2 separate regions of the Mus musculus genome follow, and region 2 is linked to region 1. A link is a contact called in public HiChIP or PLAC-seq data. All regions are on one chromosome and are shown on one strand. The core of a region is the stretch at or near the end of the contact, and the rest is flanking DNA. Distances in the headings are between cores, read along the strand shown.

What was found. HiChIP or PLAC-seq counts read pairs in DNA pulled down with a chosen protein or histone mark.
Region 2: an H3K27ac HiChIP or PLAC-seq map of embryonic stem cells shows a contact between it and region 1, with 3 times the contacts expected there. The contact joins two enhancer-like sites. A contact is called at or near these places in 1 of 484 Hi-C or Micro-C datasets (olfactory sensory neurons), 2 of 115 datasets of contacts at active chromatin or transcription factors (both in embryonic stem cells) and 1 of 9 other capture datasets (embryonic stem cells).

The regions. Positions count from the first base shown.
Region 1 is chr14:11,437,181-11,441,208 of GRCm38.p6, reverse strand. No RefSeq gene overlaps it. Among named protein-coding and RNA genes, the nearest start is that of Gm25466, 100 kb to the right of the region's middle. Within about 2 kb of position 2,393, at least 3 of the 459 cell types and tissues checked have an H3K27ac peak or open chromatin away from gene starts, as enhancers often do. A contact at or near this core is called in embryonic stem cells, where this site is marked.
Region 2 is chr14:12,111,942-12,115,969 of GRCm38.p6, reverse strand. The region is part of intron 7 of Ptprg (protein tyrosine phosphatase, receptor type, G); the gene reads right to left. Among named protein-coding and RNA genes, the nearest start is that of 3830406C13Rik, 170 kb to the left of the region's middle. Within about 2 kb of position 2,234, at least 27 of the 459 cell types and tissues checked have an H3K27ac peak or open chromatin away from gene starts, as enhancers often do. A contact at or near this core is called in embryonic stem cells, where this site is marked.

The DNA.
Region 1 (4,028 bases), core at 1,144-3,643:
GTCACTGTGTAACACAGGAAGACCACTAAAGACCCATTAGGAAGGACAGATGGAGGATGTGGATTTTTTCTGATGACTTTCTCAGATTCCATTCACCTGCTGTTTGTTTACTTGTTTGTTTATATAGGCTTTTATTATGTAGTTCAAGATGGCTTCAGATTCATGATCCTCCTGCCTCAGCCTCTAGAGTGGTGGTATTACAGGTATGTAGCACCATGCTTGGTAATCTGAATTATTTTTTAGTTGGTTTGTTTACTCCTGTCTTATCAGTAATTATAAAACCAAATCATTGTCATTGTTTTCTACAAATCACTTAATATATAATCTCTTAAAATATGTGAATGCTTTATGCAAAACATTTCCGTCTGTTACCAGAGTAGAAAGTTGAGGGCAGTTTTTTTTTTTTTTTTTTTTTTTTTAGTTTTTTTGTGGCTGGATCTTGCTGTGAACCTAGACTAGCCTTGAACTCATGATCCTCCTGCCTCAGCCTCCTGAGCGTGAGGATTATGGTCATACAGGGCTGCTCCACTATACCTTGCTCAGGACCATATTCTCACTGTATTCTACATTCCTCAGAACTTAGCATAAAGATCTGATGATACACAGTAACCCCGCCTCCAGGACTTCTTAGTGTATTACTATGTGTGAGCACACACATAATAATAATGCCGTTTTGTTTGACAATGCCTGGGATGTATAGGCACATAAGAGGGATGTGAGATGAGGGGTATGGGATGAGGGATGAGGGAGAGAATTTCACTGACAAAACAAGCTTTCAAAGCTGCTGTAGTAACTTGCACTATGCAAATATTGCCCCAGGGAAGTGCAGGGGATTACAGTCAGGAAGCATTTTGTTGGTTGGCAAGGACACAGGAAACTTGGCTTGGAGCATTTCCTGGGCTGTCCTCTTTAGAAAGTAGTTGTATTTCTGAGCTGGGATTTGTTATACTCCTCCCGTCTAGCCTCCCTCCCCTTCTTCTTTCTCTCCTTCATCTTCCTCCTCATCTTCTCTATTTTACATTTGTTTATCTTATCTTTTTCATGTGTGTGTGCATGCACATGTGTATGTATTTCTTTTCATGCAGGTATGTGTGTGTGTGTGTGCCCTTGTATATGTGCTCCTGTGTGCAGGTGTATATGTGCTCCTGTGTGCAGGTGTATATGTGTTCCTGTGTGCAGGTGTATATGTGCTCCTGTGTGCAGGTGTTTATGTGCTCCTGTGTGCAGGTGTTTATGTGCTCCTGTGTGCAGGTGTTTATGTGCTCCTGTGTGCAGGTGTATATGTGTTCCTGTGTGCAGGTGTTTATGTGCTCCTGTGTGCAGGTGTTTATGTGCTCCTGTGTGCAGGTACATCCACCAGCACATGTAGAGGTCAGAGGCTGAGGCCAAGATATCTTGCTTAATTCTTCTCCATCTTACTTTTGAGTAAGGGTCTTTCTTACTCCGGAACTTCATTGTTTTGGCTAGAATGTCTGGCCAGTGAATCCTTTAGATCTTCCTGTCTCTGTTCCTCAGTGCAAGAAGTAGGGATGTACCTAACCATGACAGGCTTTTATGCAGATGCTAACGGTCAGAACCCAGGTCCTCATGCTCGTATGAGTGTTTTATGTTGAGCCATCTCCCCAGCTCCAGTTTTTTGTTGATGTCATAGTTGTTGTTTTTTTTCTGTTCCATATGTGTGTGAGTGAGAGAGAGACTATGTGAATGCATGTTGAAGTCAGAGGTCAACTTCAGTAACATTTCTACAAGAGTTGTCCATCTTATTTTTTGGGACAGGGTCTCTCACTGGCCTGGAACTCACTAATTAGGTTAGACTGGCTGACCAGGGGTCTTCCTGTCTAAACCTCTCCAATTCCAGGATGTCACTCTGAGCAGAAAGCAGCTATCATCTCTGCAGCCATCTCAGGCTACTTACTTACAGGTTGGTACTTTCCCACCCTGACGAGAGACTTGTTTTCTTAGCATGATGTTTTTGCAAGCAGCCCGCTACAGTTGAACACACTCTGATAACAACCTGTTCTCAGACACATCCTGGACTTGTGGTTTAGTGTCCCCAGCTCCAAGGCACTTGTGATTAAGTGTCTCCAGCTGCACTCCCCAGCTTGTGCTTATATACCCATAGTTGCCTTTCAGTAAATGAGACTTGAGACTTGACACTTGATCAGATAGCCTGTCTTGTCACCATTCTTTGAGTCTCTTTTCCCCTCCATCCCGTCTCTCCCTTGCAGACCCCATTGACTGACCAGCAGACTGGGACACTAGGACTACAAGAACTTGTCTCTGTGCCAGCTTTCTATGTGTTTTCTGGGGATCTAAGTTGGAGCCTCATTCTTTCTCAGTTAGTGGTTTGAATGAAAATGCCCACAAAACAATGGCCTCCTTTTCTTGAACTTTTTTTTGTCCCAACAGGGCAGTGCTATCTTTAGAAACTGTGGGAAGGATGTGGTTCATTGGTGGTAGTTGGGCAATGACACCAAGACTACCTCAGTTGGACTTCTGGCTTTCTGTAGCTGGAGCATTCTGTCAGCAAGCACTTTGCCAACAGAGCCATCTCCCTCCTCCTCCATTTTGTTTGTAATCGAAAATATCAACTGATAGTAATTGTAGGTATTTAGGGGACAGGATATGGTACTTTGAAACATATGTATTATATAGCATATCCATTGCCTCATATGCTTGTTTGTGAGGAGAAAATTCAAAGTCTCCTATTTATAAATACTCATTATGACATTGTCAAGCATAACTACCCAGCTATGCAACAGAACACCAGCCATCTCCTTTCTGTGTAGAGTGTCCGTGCTGGCCAGACTCTGCCTATCCACAACCTGGAGTTGATTCCCCCTGATCCCCGGGGGTCCCAGCCTCTGACAATTATTTTTTCTCTATCTACCCTTCTGGATCTTGCTTCTAGTTTCTGAGTTTTGACTTCCTTCTTTGCCTTCCCTCCCTACCCCTTTTACCTTTTCTAAGATTCAGATCCAGGCGAGTTGCATTGTTTGAACCTAGATTCGTGGAATCAGGTGGGAAAGTTTGCTCACCCCGACTTTTACAGAAAAGGAGATTGGACACAGAAAAGCAAATCATTTGTCCAGAGTGCAGGTTTGCTTGGGGAGCACTGCTTTATAGGACTCCCCCACCCAGCATACAATACATCTGCTCCCTACTCCAGGAGTATGCTTTGCTACACAGCCTGTCTGACTTGCTTTTGTATCCCAGGAGCCTGCTAAAAAGCTGGATTTGAAACATACTAAGCACTTTCCCACCATTCCTCTTGAAGGTGGTTTGAAAGTGATCATAAAAGGACTGGGGGTGGGACAGACACTTGGTTATGTCTTTCCAGGATGGCCAGTCAGCAATGTTGATATTCAGGAAAATGTTCTTATCACTGAACAACAGCAATTTTACTTCTAGGAGTCTGTCCTTGTGTGCTTTCTTTAGCTGAGATCAACACCTTGACCAAAAAACAACTTAGGGAGGAAAGGGTTTATTTGGCTTACACTTCCACACCACAGTTCATCACTGAGGGAAGTCAGGGCAGAGGTAGGAACCATGGAGGAAAGCTGATTATTGGCTTGCTTCCAGGCACACACTCAGCTATCTTTTTTATATTTCAATAAAAAAAAAATCAAGAAACTGTCACAAACATGCCTAAGGACAATGTAATAAGGAAGTTTCCTCACTTGAGATTCCTTTCTCTCAGGTGACACTGGTTTGTGCCAAGTTGACAAAAACTAACTAGCTCAGACTTTCTCTTCAGGAAATAGTCATATAAGTGTATGTGGGAATGTGTATATAGCTATGTTACTGCATCATTGTTTAGAATGTACAGTCTGGAGACATCCAAATGTCCAGTGACATTCCGGCTAGTTCACCACAGTTGCTTCTTAAACTTTTGGCTAAGATCAACTCAAGAACTAGTTAGATTTCAATATGTTAAAATCTATCTATCTATCTATCTATCTATCTATCTATCTATCTATCTATCTAGCCTTATATCATCTATCTCTCTAGGTATTTATGTAATCTAT
Region 2 (4,028 bases), core at 985-3,484, 670 kb before region 1:
GGGCAGCACATGGTGTTGGAAAGGATGCTCCTGGATAACTGACATACTAGTTCTCATGACGTCTTCACCATAGCAGCCAGGAGCTACGCATGCATGTCCCTTAGCTCACACATACTGCGATAACATTTCAGGTTAAATTCTATATTAAAATCGATTTTTCTGTTCTTGTTTCTATTTTAAATATAACCCACTATAGAACTTAAACAAGATACAGGGCTTGCTTTATTTCTATGGGATAGGGCTGTCACTTGGGTATGGTAATCAATTAATAAGGAAATTAGGAAGACGACTAATGATCCTTAAGCTGCTTCCTCTCATGTCAAGCACAGGTCTGCACATTTCACCTCGATTATCATTTTATCTTCATCATTTTATGATGTGGAAACAGAGGACAAAGTAGAGAAAGTTATCTGAGAAATGGGGCAGGAAGAGAACTCTCAGTTTAGAGGCAGTGTGCCTCTAAAGCCCAGCTTTAACTGCAAAGTCATGCTTAGTTACTGTGACAGACAGACAGACAGACGTCGTTAGTTATGTGACAGACTTGCCAAAGAAGGGCAATGCAGATAAACCTTCCCTTTCCAACCTGTCTCACTGATTAAAATAATAATAATAATAATAATAATAATAATAATAAAACCAAATGTTCAAAGCAGACTAATTAAGACATTTAGATTTATTGCATAAATCGGTATATTGCTGCATAGTGGAGAGCATACACCCAAAAATTATACTCATGGTAAAGGGCTGGAGGGATGGCTCAGTGGTTAAGAGCACTCATCACCCTTACAGAGGTCCTGAGTTCAATTCCGAGCACACCCAGTGTCTCATTCTAGTCTGTAACTCCAGTTCGAGGAGATTCATTGCCATCTTCTGGTTTTCCCAGGTACTAGGAATCCTGTTCGTCTAGTACAGAGACATATGTGTAGGCAAAATACCCACACATATAAAATTTAACTATTAAGACAAGATCATGCTGGAGAAAAACCATAGGTAATGCCGCATTTTAATGGATAGGAGGATCCACTCCAGTGGTGACAATGGGCAAAGAAGCAGCGTTTGTAAAATTCTCCTGCAGGATGAACTGAATCCACATTAGAATAATGCCTTCTGGACTCAGCTCCAGAGAAAGTGCTGAACAAGATATACATATGTATGGACGCTTAAGGAAAGACTGCAGACACCTGACTCCAGGCACTACTTCCATTCCTTGGTACTGCCAGACCCAGGCTGCAATTCTGTATGGATGATAAGGAGATGGCAGCATTTTATTTCCCATTTTCTCTCCTCTTATCCCCTGATGTGTGTGTGTGTGTGTGTGTGTGTGTGTGTGTGCGTGTGTGCATACCCACTCACTGGGGAATCTGAGGCTGATGTCAGGCATTGATCATTCTCTATCTCTTTGCATCATACTCACCAGGACAATCTCCCTCAGTCAAACCCCAAGTATAGCTAGTTTTGAGGACCAGCTTGCCTGAGGACGGCCTGTTCCAGCCTTACATGGTTGCTAATTACAAGCGGGCCACTGCACTCACTCAGTATTTTTGTTTCCAGAGATGCAAACTTTGATTCTCATGCTTGTGCAGCGAGTGTTTTTACTGTTGAATCACATTTCTTCCCAGGCCCATGGCTTTGCCTAGTATTTACGATGGATGTCGACTGGAGTCTCATAACCTATACTGACTACTGGTCAGCCCAGGTGTCTAGACTCCACCCAAACTGAACACATTTGAATCTACATTATCATACAAGAGAGAGGCCAAGGTCACTGGCTAAGAGCTGGTTAGAATGCCAGTGTAGGTTCACAGGGAAGAGTAAAAGAGGCAAGTTAAGAACCTGCTTGTGTGCCCTGAAAGCCTTTAAGGAAATCCATCTCCCCAGCTCCGACGACTGGGTTGATCGGCACAACTTACAGAGACCTCACTTGCTCACTGCTTGCCCTTACTGATGAGAGAAAAGATAAGAGAGGGAGGCTTCTGAGAAACAGCGGACCAGGACCTGAAATACTGGGCTGTTTTTTTTCTGACAGAGGCAGTTGTGGAATTCCTAACCACTCAGCTTTTCCAAATTGGCCCTTGTGCCCCTGAAATCAGTGCTCTCTGCTAGCTTCAGAAAGAACACTGGAATCTGAAGTTTTGAAGCATTAATACATAGATGGACACTTTTCTCCTGGGGTGTGGTGTCTGTGTGTGGCGGGGTGTGTGTGTGATGCAACTGCGGCCTCTGTACGATGGCTAGCAAGGAGCCAGTGAAGCCACAGAAACAGGAACCTGTCCCTTCCCTGGGAATAAACAGCAATGTAGGGTGCAGGGTCTGATAAAAGTGCAGCCCTCTGCAGGCAGCTTGTAATGAATTAGAAAGCAAGTCGGGGTTCTTTTTCTCTGTTTGGTCCCTTCCAGGGAAGGCAAACACCTGCATTCTTCTCCTTGTGTCCTTGCTCTAGAGCGCTGACAAGCACAAAGGCATGACAAAGCACTTTCTAAAAGCTCCAGTTTCCAAATGTCAAAATGCTTGGAATCCACAAACACTTCTGCAGACATCCACTCCTCGAAAGTGTGTGTTTTATTGGAGTCTATTAGATAGCTGTAGCTGCCAAAACAACACAGTATGTTGATGGCCTTCAAATCCCTGAGCTCGCCAACGTCCACCCCTCACTACAAGAAGAAGAAGAAAAAAAAAAGTGGGCAAATCTTAATTTCAATAGCTCAAGCATTTAAATATTTGAAGACAGAAGCATTTATCTTAAGTAAAAAAAAAGAACCCTTTTGAAAATCAACTACACTTTTTCCTCAACCCTACAGAAATAAATATTTGGACTAATTTCTTTAAAAACAAAACAATGTTGGCTTCGCCATTAGGAAGAAAATTCGTCTCTATTTCATTTTCTCCTCACAGCTGGCAGATCCTGTTCAGGAACCAAATTGCTAGCCCTACCTTTTCTGTCAGAGTGTGAATTAAAAAGAAAAACATGCTCAAAGGAAAATGACTGCTCTCAGCAGAAAAATTCAGAATAGCCTGGCACCATGCCACCTAGCTTTGCCCAGAGGATAAAGGGCTGCCCTGCCTGGTCTCCTTCTACAGTTCCTGCTCCATGTAACCCGAGAAAGGTCAACACTGGATGTCTTTGGGCACTACTCAGCATCTCCTCTGATTTGTTTAAGGATGGGCATGTGACACAAGGCCAGACTTTGGTTGGCTGAGTTCTCAGAAACATCTTCAGGAATCCTTTCTTGATAGAAGAACTGGCTTTAGCCAGCTATTGACAGCTCTTGACCTCAAGGGTCAACTAGGACTAGTGCGATCATAGTGGACCATGGAACCAGACCAAACAAGCAGGGAGCTGAGCTCTGCCAGAGTACAAGGTCAGTTCCAAAGCCATGTAAGAAGCTTTCTGATTGGAGAGACCTCTGGATGCAAGACAGATGAAACACCAGGCTTCACTGTCTAGTTAGAAGTCAGTCCAGTGCAGGAAGGCTCACACAGCCTCACCTTGAAACACCCTGACTATTGCTTCTCCAGGTACACTGTCTGCTTGGATGTACTGAAGTGGTCATCTCTGTTTGCTGTAGCCACGACAATGTCCAAGCAGAGCATCATCTGACTGACTACTCCCTATTCTCTACCCTCTGCCTTGCTTAGGAGAATCTCTGGACCATCCCCCAAGATCAAAGCTTTATTACCTATGTTCTTAGTTAAGTACTGGTATTGTTACTCTATTCTAGAACTCCCCCCCCCCCACTGTTTCCTAAAGCTGTAAGTTTGGCTGGGTAGGGAAGGGGCCATATAAACAGAAGAGCCTTACAGGAATCCCTCACTTCAGATAGTGCTGGTTAGTGGCTCCTTCCTAGTATCTTTCTATCTTATCCATTGCTCTTGGCCCTACACATAAGGCCTCTTACTATTTTTTCCCAGTGCAAGCCGAGGTCTTTTTTAAGATTACATTTACTTGTTTACTCTGAAGGGCTGTGCATGTGGAGGCAGTGGCCAGTGTGTGGGAGTTGCTTCTCTCCTTTCATCACATGGACCCTGGG